Linked DNA regions of Mus musculus: region 2 is linked to region 1. Evidence: chromatin contacts called from public HiChIP or PLAC-seq data. All regions are on one chromosome and are shown on one strand. Each heading gives the region's core, a stretch centred on a gene start, on an enhancer-like site or on the middle of the called end of the contact. The rest is flanking DNA. Distances are from core to core; before and after follow the strand shown.

Region 1 (4,838 bases), core at 661-3,160:
TGCAGGTTCCTGCCTTCAGCTCCTGCTCTGGCTTCTCATAGAGATAGACTGTGAGCTGGGATGAGTAAGCCACAATAAACCCTTTCCTCTCCAAGTTGCTGGTGGTGATGGTGTTTATCACAGTAATAGAAAGCAGAGAGAACACATGGAGAGAGCTTTAAATACATTAGCTCAGTAATGGAAGACTTCCAGCAACCCGCGGCTACTGGCATTTCTCAGATGTCTGGGCAACACTCAGATTTGAAGTTATTAGCCTTAGCTCGTTGGTTCTGCTCATTGGCATATTTGCCTTCAGATCTGTTCTTTTCTCTTTCCCTGTTCGGCTCCATCTCACAGTGAAGAGTTTCCTTCAGGTACAATGTCCCTGACTCTTCTTTCAGCCAGCTTCCAGATCGCTCTGTCTGCTGTGGTAAAGGATGGAAGACCCCATATTTCTCTCCTTTTTACATCTGGGGGTGGCAGCTGTGTTTCCTTCACCATCCTGGAGTCCATTGGATGTGTCTTTTCTCTTGCTGATAGAGCTGTGATACTGTGCGTAAGGGATTGTCTCACAACCCTGTTTGGAGTCTCAGTTTTTGCTTTACTTATATTAGCCCCCCCCTCCCCCACTCCCTCACCCCCACCCTCTTGAAACATCTCAGTTGCTTTAGAATTTCCTGGACCACAGCTAGAAAGCAACAAAATCAGAAATTGGACAGGAAAGAGCAGAAAGACTTAAGGTTTAGTTTTAGGTTTGCCCCTTGAACTGGACTCAATGGTTGTCTGAAGCAAGACTCTCGAGACTTGGTCCTTAGTCAATCTAAACAACTGGGTGCCCCAGCACCCTCAACCTTGTGCTGAAGGCCGGGAATATTGCTGAAGAGTTACTAGTCTGTGGTCCACACTGAAGGCTAAAAGACACACAGTCTGATACACCAGTAAAGGATGTAGCAGTGGCGTTAGCCATGACAAATGTGTTCACCATCAAGGAGTGGAGTCAGGAAGGCAAAGACAGTGGGAGAGACTGTTTTTGACTAGGGCATCTTTGGGTCTGCTCTCCCACTGGGAGGTATTGTCAGCACTGGGTAGAGGGGCTTCTCTTGGTTAATTTTTCCCAGAAATGCTCTCACAGAACCCCATCAAGCTGACAGTCATGATTAACCATCACTACAAAAACAAACAAACAAACAAACAAACACATAAAAACAAAACAGGAGTGGGCTGAAGAGCTGACTCAGTTTTGCTAAGTAGCCGATGAAATTATCTTCAAGGATCACCCTCACCGTGCTCAACTAGAACCTCTATAATCTTGGGCCTGTAAAAATCATTTAGTGTGTTTAAAAAATCATGCCTTCTCCTTTTCTCTCATGTAAGAATTTAAAAGGACTTTAAAAGTGAAAGTGTAAAGCCTTTGGTTAAAAAAAGAAGAAGAAGAAAGTACTGAGAAAGGAAGCTCTTTCAATGACTCCTCAGACATTTTCTCACAATGACCGTGTGTGCCCTTGGACTTCATAATTGTTTACTGATAGTCTGATGTCTGTGTCCCAGTAGTTCCCGTCCTGGCAGACACCAGAGTTAGTGTTTGTGTGGCCATGAGTCATAGGGATGTCTGCATGCAGGGTTTCCCTCTTCCCAACGCTGAGGCCACACCTGCTCTGGCGTCTCCACTCCCTGCTGCAAATCCGAGCCCAGGTTCAAGCCCAGCAGTCTTGGTCAGTATATGAAAGGAACATTATGAATGAAAAAAAGAAATTAAAAAGAAAGGGGGAGAGAGGGGGGGGAGAGGGGAGAGGGGAGACGGGAGAGGGGAGGAAAGGGGTTGTTCCTAAATATGGTGGAGGAGAAAGTTCATTACAGATATAAGGGAGACACAGCTAGAGGCAGACACATCTGAGTGAGTTCAGAATGCTCATAACCCTGAACCACGTGGGGAGCCAAATACAGCAGCCAGGAGGCCAAAGGTACAAAAGGAGGGGCAGGTAACCATAGAGTCTGGATGACTTAGGGAAGAGCCGCTGGGGGAGGGGAAGCCCAGCCCGTGGATTGAAGAGTCCAGAGTAGAGAGCAGGGTATGCCAGCCACTGATAGAGACTGAGGGGTGCTGGGAGGATCTGGAGGCCAGTTCCCCCTTCACATGTTAAATAGGCACCTCTGCCATTTGTCCTGGGTCTGAAACTTAACACGTTATGTCTACCCCGGCAGCCTTTACGGTAAATATTGTTAATTGCGCTTCTCCTCAGGTGAGATGTTTCAGCCAGACTCCAAGCTGAGAGGTCCCTTTTCCTCTCACGTCTTCATGGTTTCCTTGTCTTTCTTTTCTCTGTACTCTTGTGTATGTTTGAGATTTCCATAACAAAGAATGTTCCAAATGTACCACTGAAAAATAATACAATATATTTCACACCCACATTTAGAATCTTGAAAATATGCTGAAGAGAGTGTGGGTGCCTCAAGTAGCTGCCTTGAGTTTCCTCAGTGTGCTTAGAAGGTTCAAGAGAGGACACCAGAGCTTTGAGGAGATAGTCATTTGTGCACCGCAGTACCCAGGATGTTGAGGAAGGAGAATTGCAAGTTTAGGGCCAGCCTGGATTACATACATAGCAAGACTATTTCAAAACAGAAAAAGATCCTCTTTTGGGTTTTTTTTTTTTTTTTTTTTTTTTTTTTTTTTTTTTTTGATACTTGCCCTTATCACACAAAGCTTCGTATAACACCATTTCTGGAAGATTCTTAGTAAGCAAAATGTTAATTGCATCCTTGGACATCCTGCAAAACAACTGTGCTCATTGATATGGGTCCCGTGGCACTGCTCAGGGATTTGCTGACGCCCCTGATTTGTAGACTTCCAGGAAGTCACTAAGTCTCAGCTGTGGAGGTTCCTTCTGTTAGAGGACTCACATTTTATTATAATTTTATAAGGGAAACAAACACACTTTTTATGCAGTTTTAAGTGCACATGTGAGAATGTGTATGTATGCAAGATCAGAAGTGAGCCTTAGGTTCACACCCCCAGGATACTGTTCATTTTGTTTTCTGAGACAGGCTCAATCACTTACCTGGAACTCACCAGTTAGGCTAGACTGGCTAGGCAGGGAGCACCAGGGATCTGACCCCTTCCCCATTGCCCAGTGTTAAACGTCCACTTTTTTTTTTTTTTTTTAACATAGGCTCTGGGCATCAAATGAAGATCTCATGTTTTCAAAGGCAGTTACTTTACAGATAGAACTATGTCCCCAGACTCCCTATTTTCTTGTAATTCATATTTCTCTAATTATCACTTTTTAAAAAAGGACAAAGTCTTACTCTATGGACCAGGCTTGCCTTCATAGGTAGCAGAGGCTGGCCATGAATCTGCCTCAGGAGCCACCACACCCAGGTTTATCACAGTTTATGTTTGATTCACAGTCCATCCAGGCCAACATACTGTAATTAGTCAGTGTTACTCTTTCAACATATAATTGCTCCACACACAAACACACTCTCTCTTTTTCTTTGCGATTTATTTGTCAAAGAAACAGGACCATTTGTCCTGTGCAATTACTGATGGTCTGAGTGTTCACCTCTCGAATCCACTTGGGTTCTGAATGTTGCATCCTCCCACAGGTTCATACGTTGAAATGTTGTAGTTTGTTTATGTGTCACACCGGGGATCAGACTCAGAGCCCCTGCACGATGGATAAGCTCTTTACCACTGAGTTGCACACACTCCCAGCCTCTATGTTGATCCTCTCATCCCTTAAAAGACAGAACTTGGAAATGAGGTCTTTGAGGAGTGCTTACATCAAAGAGACAGAGCCTTCTTGAATAGGATTGGTTCCTTATAAAAGGGACCCCTGAGAGACACTTCCATCTCCTTCCCCTTGTGAGGACAGACACGGTAAAGATGGCTGTGCATGAACCAGTCAGCAGACCTTTTCCCGGCTCTATACGTGTGCTGGTGTCTTGACCTTGAACTCCTAAACCTCTAAATCCGAGGAATGCTTTTCTCCGTACTTTACTCTAAGCAGCACACTTACTGGATTTTGCTGGAGAAGTCTGCGTGGCTAAGCTAGACCCTTGTGACAGTGTGATCAGCACGTGCTTGTTCTGTGTTTCTGTAACTTGTTCCTGTATTTCTGTACGATTGGGACATTTATCTTTGGTTGTTTGGCATGTGGTGACTTCTAATGTGATACTTCAACCTGAACATAATAATGTTTATAAGATGGTTATATTTAGGTCATAGAGTTATTTATTAGCTGGGTGGTTCCTGAAAAGATAAACTTCCCTGCACAAAATATAGTGGTCTGAGAAATTGTTTGGGTAAAAATGTTGAGACATACTTGAATCTCTTTATCTACCAGTCTTTGAAATAATGAATTATTTCCCTAGTATCTTGCAGATATGAATGTTAAAGGACTTCTATTTAGATATGTTAAAATTGATACAATGGGCCAGGGTCACTGGCAGGCCGTCTGAACTAGCAAAGTCTGGTCTGAGATAAGCAGGGGGATGGAGATGCATGCCAAATCAGGTGTTGTGGTAGCCATAGCAACCATGGTAAAGACAGTCTACTGTTTTCTTATTGAAAAAAGTAACTGGTTGGGAGGGGAGGCTAAAGACAGTGAGAGGGAGGGCAGAGTGAAGACTCCTTCATTCAATGATCTTTGCAGTTCTGCTGTTGTTTGGAAATAGTGATGGAAGCAAGTCTCCCGAGTCTTAAGGAATCAGGGTACATGTTTTATAACCAGGGTATGCATTTATTACAATACATTGGTCCTTTGGTGTAATATACATCAGGACCACTCTGATAATGGCCCGCTGCAATGCATTTGGTGAAAGTACTTGCACATAAAATCATCTCAGTGAACTCCCTTTCA
Region 2 (4,838 bases), core at 1,157-3,656, 170 kb after region 1:
CCACCAGTTGCTTCGACCCACCCTATCGAGTATAGGAAGGGTCAACACAGGGTCATGACGTAGGTGGTGAGTTATGGGGCCATCTAGAGGCTGACTATTATAAGATTTGGCAAGAGCCACTTGGGCACAACTAGGAAGGTGTCTTAGTCAGGGTTTCTATTCCTGTACAAACATCATGACCAAGAAGCAAGTTGGGGAGGAAAGGGTTTATTCGGCTTACACTTCCATACTGCTGTTCATCACCAAGGAAGTCAGGACTGGAACTCAAGCAGGTCAGAAAGCAGGAGCCGATGCAGAGGCCATGGAGGGATGTTCTTTACTAGCTTGCCTCCCCTGGCTTGCTCAGCCTGCTCTCTTATAGAACCCAAGACTACCAGCCCAGAGATGGTCCCACCCACAAGGGGCCTTTCCCCCTTGATCACTAATTGAGAAAATGCCTTAGAGTTGGATCTCATGGAGGCATTTCCTCAACTGAAGCTCCTTTCTCTGTGATAACCCCAGCTGTGTCAAGTTGACACAGAACTAGCCAGTACAGAAGGGAAGCTGAGATGGCTTTCCAAAGGAACTCACAGTCTAACTTGGGTATTGAGACACATATGTACAGCATATGAGAAAAGACCGAAAACTAACATTAGGGCTTTGAGTGTAATGAGCAAAATTCTTTATATCAGAGTCGAATTTAGAGCCCTCTAAATAATTACACTTATATAATTATGTAATTTTCTTAACTCTTGAGAATTTCTCACATGTATACACCATTTCTCACACGAAATAGGTCATATCCATGCCAGTCTCTTTCTATATTTCCCATGTCCCTCCATACTTACCTCTTCTAACTCCGTTTTCTCCTCTTCCTCCTCTTCCCCACTGGATTCAATTAGTACCATCTATATGTGCATGCATGTGGGACCATCCACTGGGAATAGAAAACCTACCAGCGACCACGCCCTCAAAAAGCCGGTTCTCCTTCCCCAGTAGCTTATCAATTGCTAGTAGCTCCTCAGTAGGGGTAGGGCCTAGAGAACACCGCCTTAATCTGTGACTGAATTCTCTGGCTGACTTGACCTTGTGCAGGGAGCCACATCTGCCTAAGTACGGTGTGAGTACAATCGCCATCTCGGATCCAGAAGACGTTTCACGTCGCTCCTCCCCACCCTCCAGTTCTTATGTTCTTTCTGATGCAGTTCAGATCCAGGACAAGTGGTGGAGGTGCATATTTTACACACCAAAGAGGACCAGAGCTCCAGGTTCTCCCAGCATCCTTCAGTCTCTATGTATACAGGGCATGGCTGGCATACCCTGCCCTCTACCCTGAATTTTACAGCCCAGGGGCTGGGCTTCCCCTCCCCCATAAGCTCCTCCCGGTACAATCCAGGCATTTTGTGCTCTCTCTCTCTCTCCCTCCCTCCCTCCCTCCCTCCCTGTTCCTCAGTACTCCCACTCTCTTCCTCCCCCTCCTTCCTTTCCCTCCTCCCCCTCTCTCTCTGTATTTTCTCTCCCTCTTGTGAGCAAGCCCTTTCTCGATTTCTGTCTGCCCTCCTCCCCAGCCACTCCTCCCACCCCCATCCCCCACCCCTGTCTCCCTCACCCTGGGCCACTTTCCTGGCCTCATTTCTTGGGACCCTGAAGTCACTCCCCATGAAGGGCTCCCCCTTATATTCTCCAATCTGGTTTGAATTGGCTCATTTCACCAGCAGAGAAAAACTTTCACTTTCTCCCTACTCTTCCTCTGTCTCCTGAGCCTTGGAGGAGCAGGGGTAGGGTTAGTTAGCAAAGATGTCTCTCCTAGGGCTGAGCACTCAAGTTCCTTTCTCACCACATTCACCAGCCATGACTCTCTGCATTAGTGGCCGATACTGTTGAGAGCTGCCCTCTCTGTCCATGGTGGATCAAATTTTGAATATTTAAATTTTCTACACATGTGATATTAGGAGACCATTGGAAACAAATTGAGAGAAGCACAGATTAAAGACTTGGGGAATATACCTCACCAAGCAAACTTCAAATAAAACAAAAGGCAGAGATGGCTTTAACTTGAGGAATGGGCTAAAAGAGTCTTTTCTAAGTTTAAGGGAAAGTCGGTGTTTTTCTGGGCAAGAGAAGCTGGAAAGAGGAGGGGGGAAAACAGAAATGGAGCAAAGTGCTGGTGGCTGATGGAGGAGTGTCTAGGAGAGAGTCTCAAGTGTAAAGAAAAGACCTTGAAAAGAAAAGAGCATTTCCACCTTTGAGACATGGTCTGAGGTGGGTGGGTAAAGAGGCACATTGTTAGGTCACACCGAATGATCTTATATGGTCAGGGGGCGGAGAAGTGGAGAAGAGGGAGAGGAGAGAGGAATGTGGAAGGGCTTTTGGCAGGAGTCTGGCAGGGAGTGACCCAAATACCTCTGGATGCTAGGAGCTAGCTGAGTGAGATCGGCTGGGTCCCTAGGAGCATGAGCAGGCCTGGGGACAAGATGTCCTTTGGCATTGCTCAGCAGGCTGGGAGCAGGAGGACAGGAAATGGGTGGAATGTAACAGCTGCACACACAAATGTCCGTAGCTGGAGATCTCAGGAGACTCTGTGCATCTGACTCCCGTCCTCAGTGAATGTTCCAGTTACATGATATCATTTCTTCCCTTTGAAGATCATTATGAACCTTGGGCCAGGAAGAAATGCCATAATTTGTCACTGAAATGTGTGGTGCGTAATGGAGAAAATATGGAAAGGTCTAAAACTTCAACAGTGCCTAACACGAGGCTGGGGAGAGGGCTCGGGCAGTCCAGTGCTTGTCTTGCAAGTTCAAGGACATGAACTCAACTCTCAGAACTCACATAAAAGAACTGGGTGTGGTTGCATGATTTTTAAAATCCCAGCACTGGCGAGAGGAGGAGACGAGCAGATACCTAGGGCTTGCTGGCTAGCCACCCTACCCTACTCAGTGAGCTCCAGGGAGAGACTCTGTCATAAAAAACTGAAGGGTGAACTCAAGAGAGGTGGGCTGGCAGTTAAGAGTAGTTGCTGCTCTTTCTAGAGGACCAGGTTCAGTTATCTGTAAATCACATGGTGGCTTATAACCTTGGTAGTTCCAGTTTCAAAGGATCTGATACTGTTTTGTTTGCCCATGTGGCCACCAAACACATGTGGTGCAGGAACACACTCACTCATATACATAAAATAATTATACTGAAGGGGAAAAAAAATCAAATTTTAGCTGGGCAGTGGTGGTACACGCCTATGATCCCAGTGTTCAGGCAGTAGAGGGAGGCAGATCTCGAGGCTAGCCTGGTCTACAGAGTGAGCTTCAGGACAGCCATGGCTACACAGAGAAACCCTGCCTTGTAAAACAACAAACAAAAAACAAACTTTAATATATTAGAAAGATAAAGTTGGACTCTGCACACACTGGCAACCACATGACTCACAAATACACACATACCAAAGATGAGCAATTAAAAATTTAGTTACTGGGGGCTGGAGAGATGGCTCGGAGGTTAAGAGCACTGACTGTTCTTCCAGAGTTCAATTACCAGTAACCACATGGTGGCCATAACCATCTGTAATGAGATCTGGTGCCCTCTTCTGGTTTGCAGACATACATGCAGGCAGAATACTATCTACAGAACAAATAAACCAATCCCCCCCCCCAAAATTAGTTACTGACTAGCATTGCTTCAGATCATAGTGTGTATAGATGGTATCAATGCCCACTTCATATTCCAGTCTGTGTAACGAAACACTGATCCTCATGTTCTTCTGTAGGTAGATCTTATCACAGACTATCTAGTGTCAATCATTCTCTAAAACAAAATGCTCAAGAAATTGAACTAGAATTAAAATACCTGGGCTCCATTCCAGCTTTGTCACCACCGATGTGCCCCCCAAGTCATCTTACCATTCCTTGGCCTTAACCACTCGTTTGTAAAATAGGAAACTAGATGAAATCTCTCATAGCCCCAATGTTATTACATAGTCCTACAGTTTCCGGCCTTCCTTTAACAAAGATTTTTCTCTGTGAGTGCTGTCCAAGTTGGACACTAGGGGTCACGTTCAGATAACCACTCACAAACACATCTGCCTGTTTCCTCAAGAGAAGGTCCCGAGCAGCTAGAGGATGCGCAACCTGCTTTCTCACTTAAAGGACTTTGAATGCTCTGTGCTGTTTCCCTTTCCGTTCACTGGGCTTGAGGGCGGGGCAGGAAGCCAGGCTTCTCCATCAGCTTTTCCTTTGGGTTAACGTTATTTTCTTCCTTTCTCACTGTGATCCCCAACTAGTTCTTCAGTTGTGAGGCAAATTATCAATCTCAATGATTCATGATTTGCCTCTACCAGTACTTCTTTGCTAGGTAGGCTGGCCCCAAATCAGAACACCTCAAAGACAAGGAACAGACAAACAGCCTCCTTTGTGAAGACTGGCTTCTCACTGAATGGTTAGCAATTCTTGTACTGCGTGGTGCTTCTGAGGCAAGCGGGTTTCTGAGTTCCTTGTAATCTTGTTTTACTGATCTGAGCATTCCTCTGTCAAGCATAGATCCCCATTTGTCCTCTTTCAACAGTTGGTCTTGGGGTAGTCTTACACGCGTTCGCGACCGGCCAGGAAAGACGCAACAAACCAGAATCTTCTGCGGCAAAAGCTTTATTGCTTACATCTTCAGGAGCCAGAGAGCAAGAGCGCAAGAGAGCAAGAGAGCAAGAGTGCAAGAGAGCAAGAGAGCAAGAGCTCTATTGCTTACATCTTTAGGAGCCAGAGAGCTTTATTGCTTACATCTTTAGGAGCCAGAGCGCAAGAGTGCAAGAGAGAGAATGGTGAAACCCCGTCCCTTTTAAGGAGAATTATCCTCCGCCTAGGACGTGTCACTCC

What was found. HiChIP or PLAC-seq counts read pairs in DNA pulled down with a chosen protein or histone mark.
Region 2: an H3K27ac HiChIP or PLAC-seq map of acute myeloid leukemia shows a contact between it and region 1, with 4 times the contacts expected there. The contact joins two enhancer-like sites. A contact is called at or near these places in 1 of 15 datasets of contacts at CTCF or cohesin (pro-B cells), 4 of 484 Hi-C or Micro-C datasets (the G1E-ER4 cell line, the HL-1 cell line, bone marrow-derived macrophages and 1 more), 9 of 115 datasets of contacts at active chromatin or transcription factors (the 230-238 cell line, acute myeloid leukemia, bone marrow-derived macrophages and 6 more) and 1 of 9 other capture datasets (embryonic stem cells).

The regions. Positions count from the first base shown.
Region 1 is chr13:98,953,886-98,958,723 of GRCm38.p6, forward strand. No RefSeq gene overlaps it. Among named protein-coding and RNA genes, the nearest start is that of Gm35215, 10 kb to the left of the region's middle. Within about 2 kb of position 1,911, at least 86 of the 459 cell types and tissues checked have an H3K27ac peak or open chromatin away from gene starts, as enhancers often do. A contact at or near this core is called in acute myeloid leukemia, bone marrow-derived macrophages, fibro-adipogenic progenitors and 1 more, where this site is marked.
Region 2 is chr13:99,122,660-99,127,497 of GRCm38.p6, forward strand. No RefSeq gene overlaps it. Among named protein-coding and RNA genes, the nearest start is that of Gm45938, 15 kb to the left of the region's middle. Within about 2 kb of position 2,407, at least 85 of the 459 cell types and tissues checked have an H3K27ac peak or open chromatin away from gene starts, as enhancers often do. A contact at or near this core is called in acute myeloid leukemia, bone marrow-derived macrophages, fibro-adipogenic progenitors and 1 more, where this site is marked.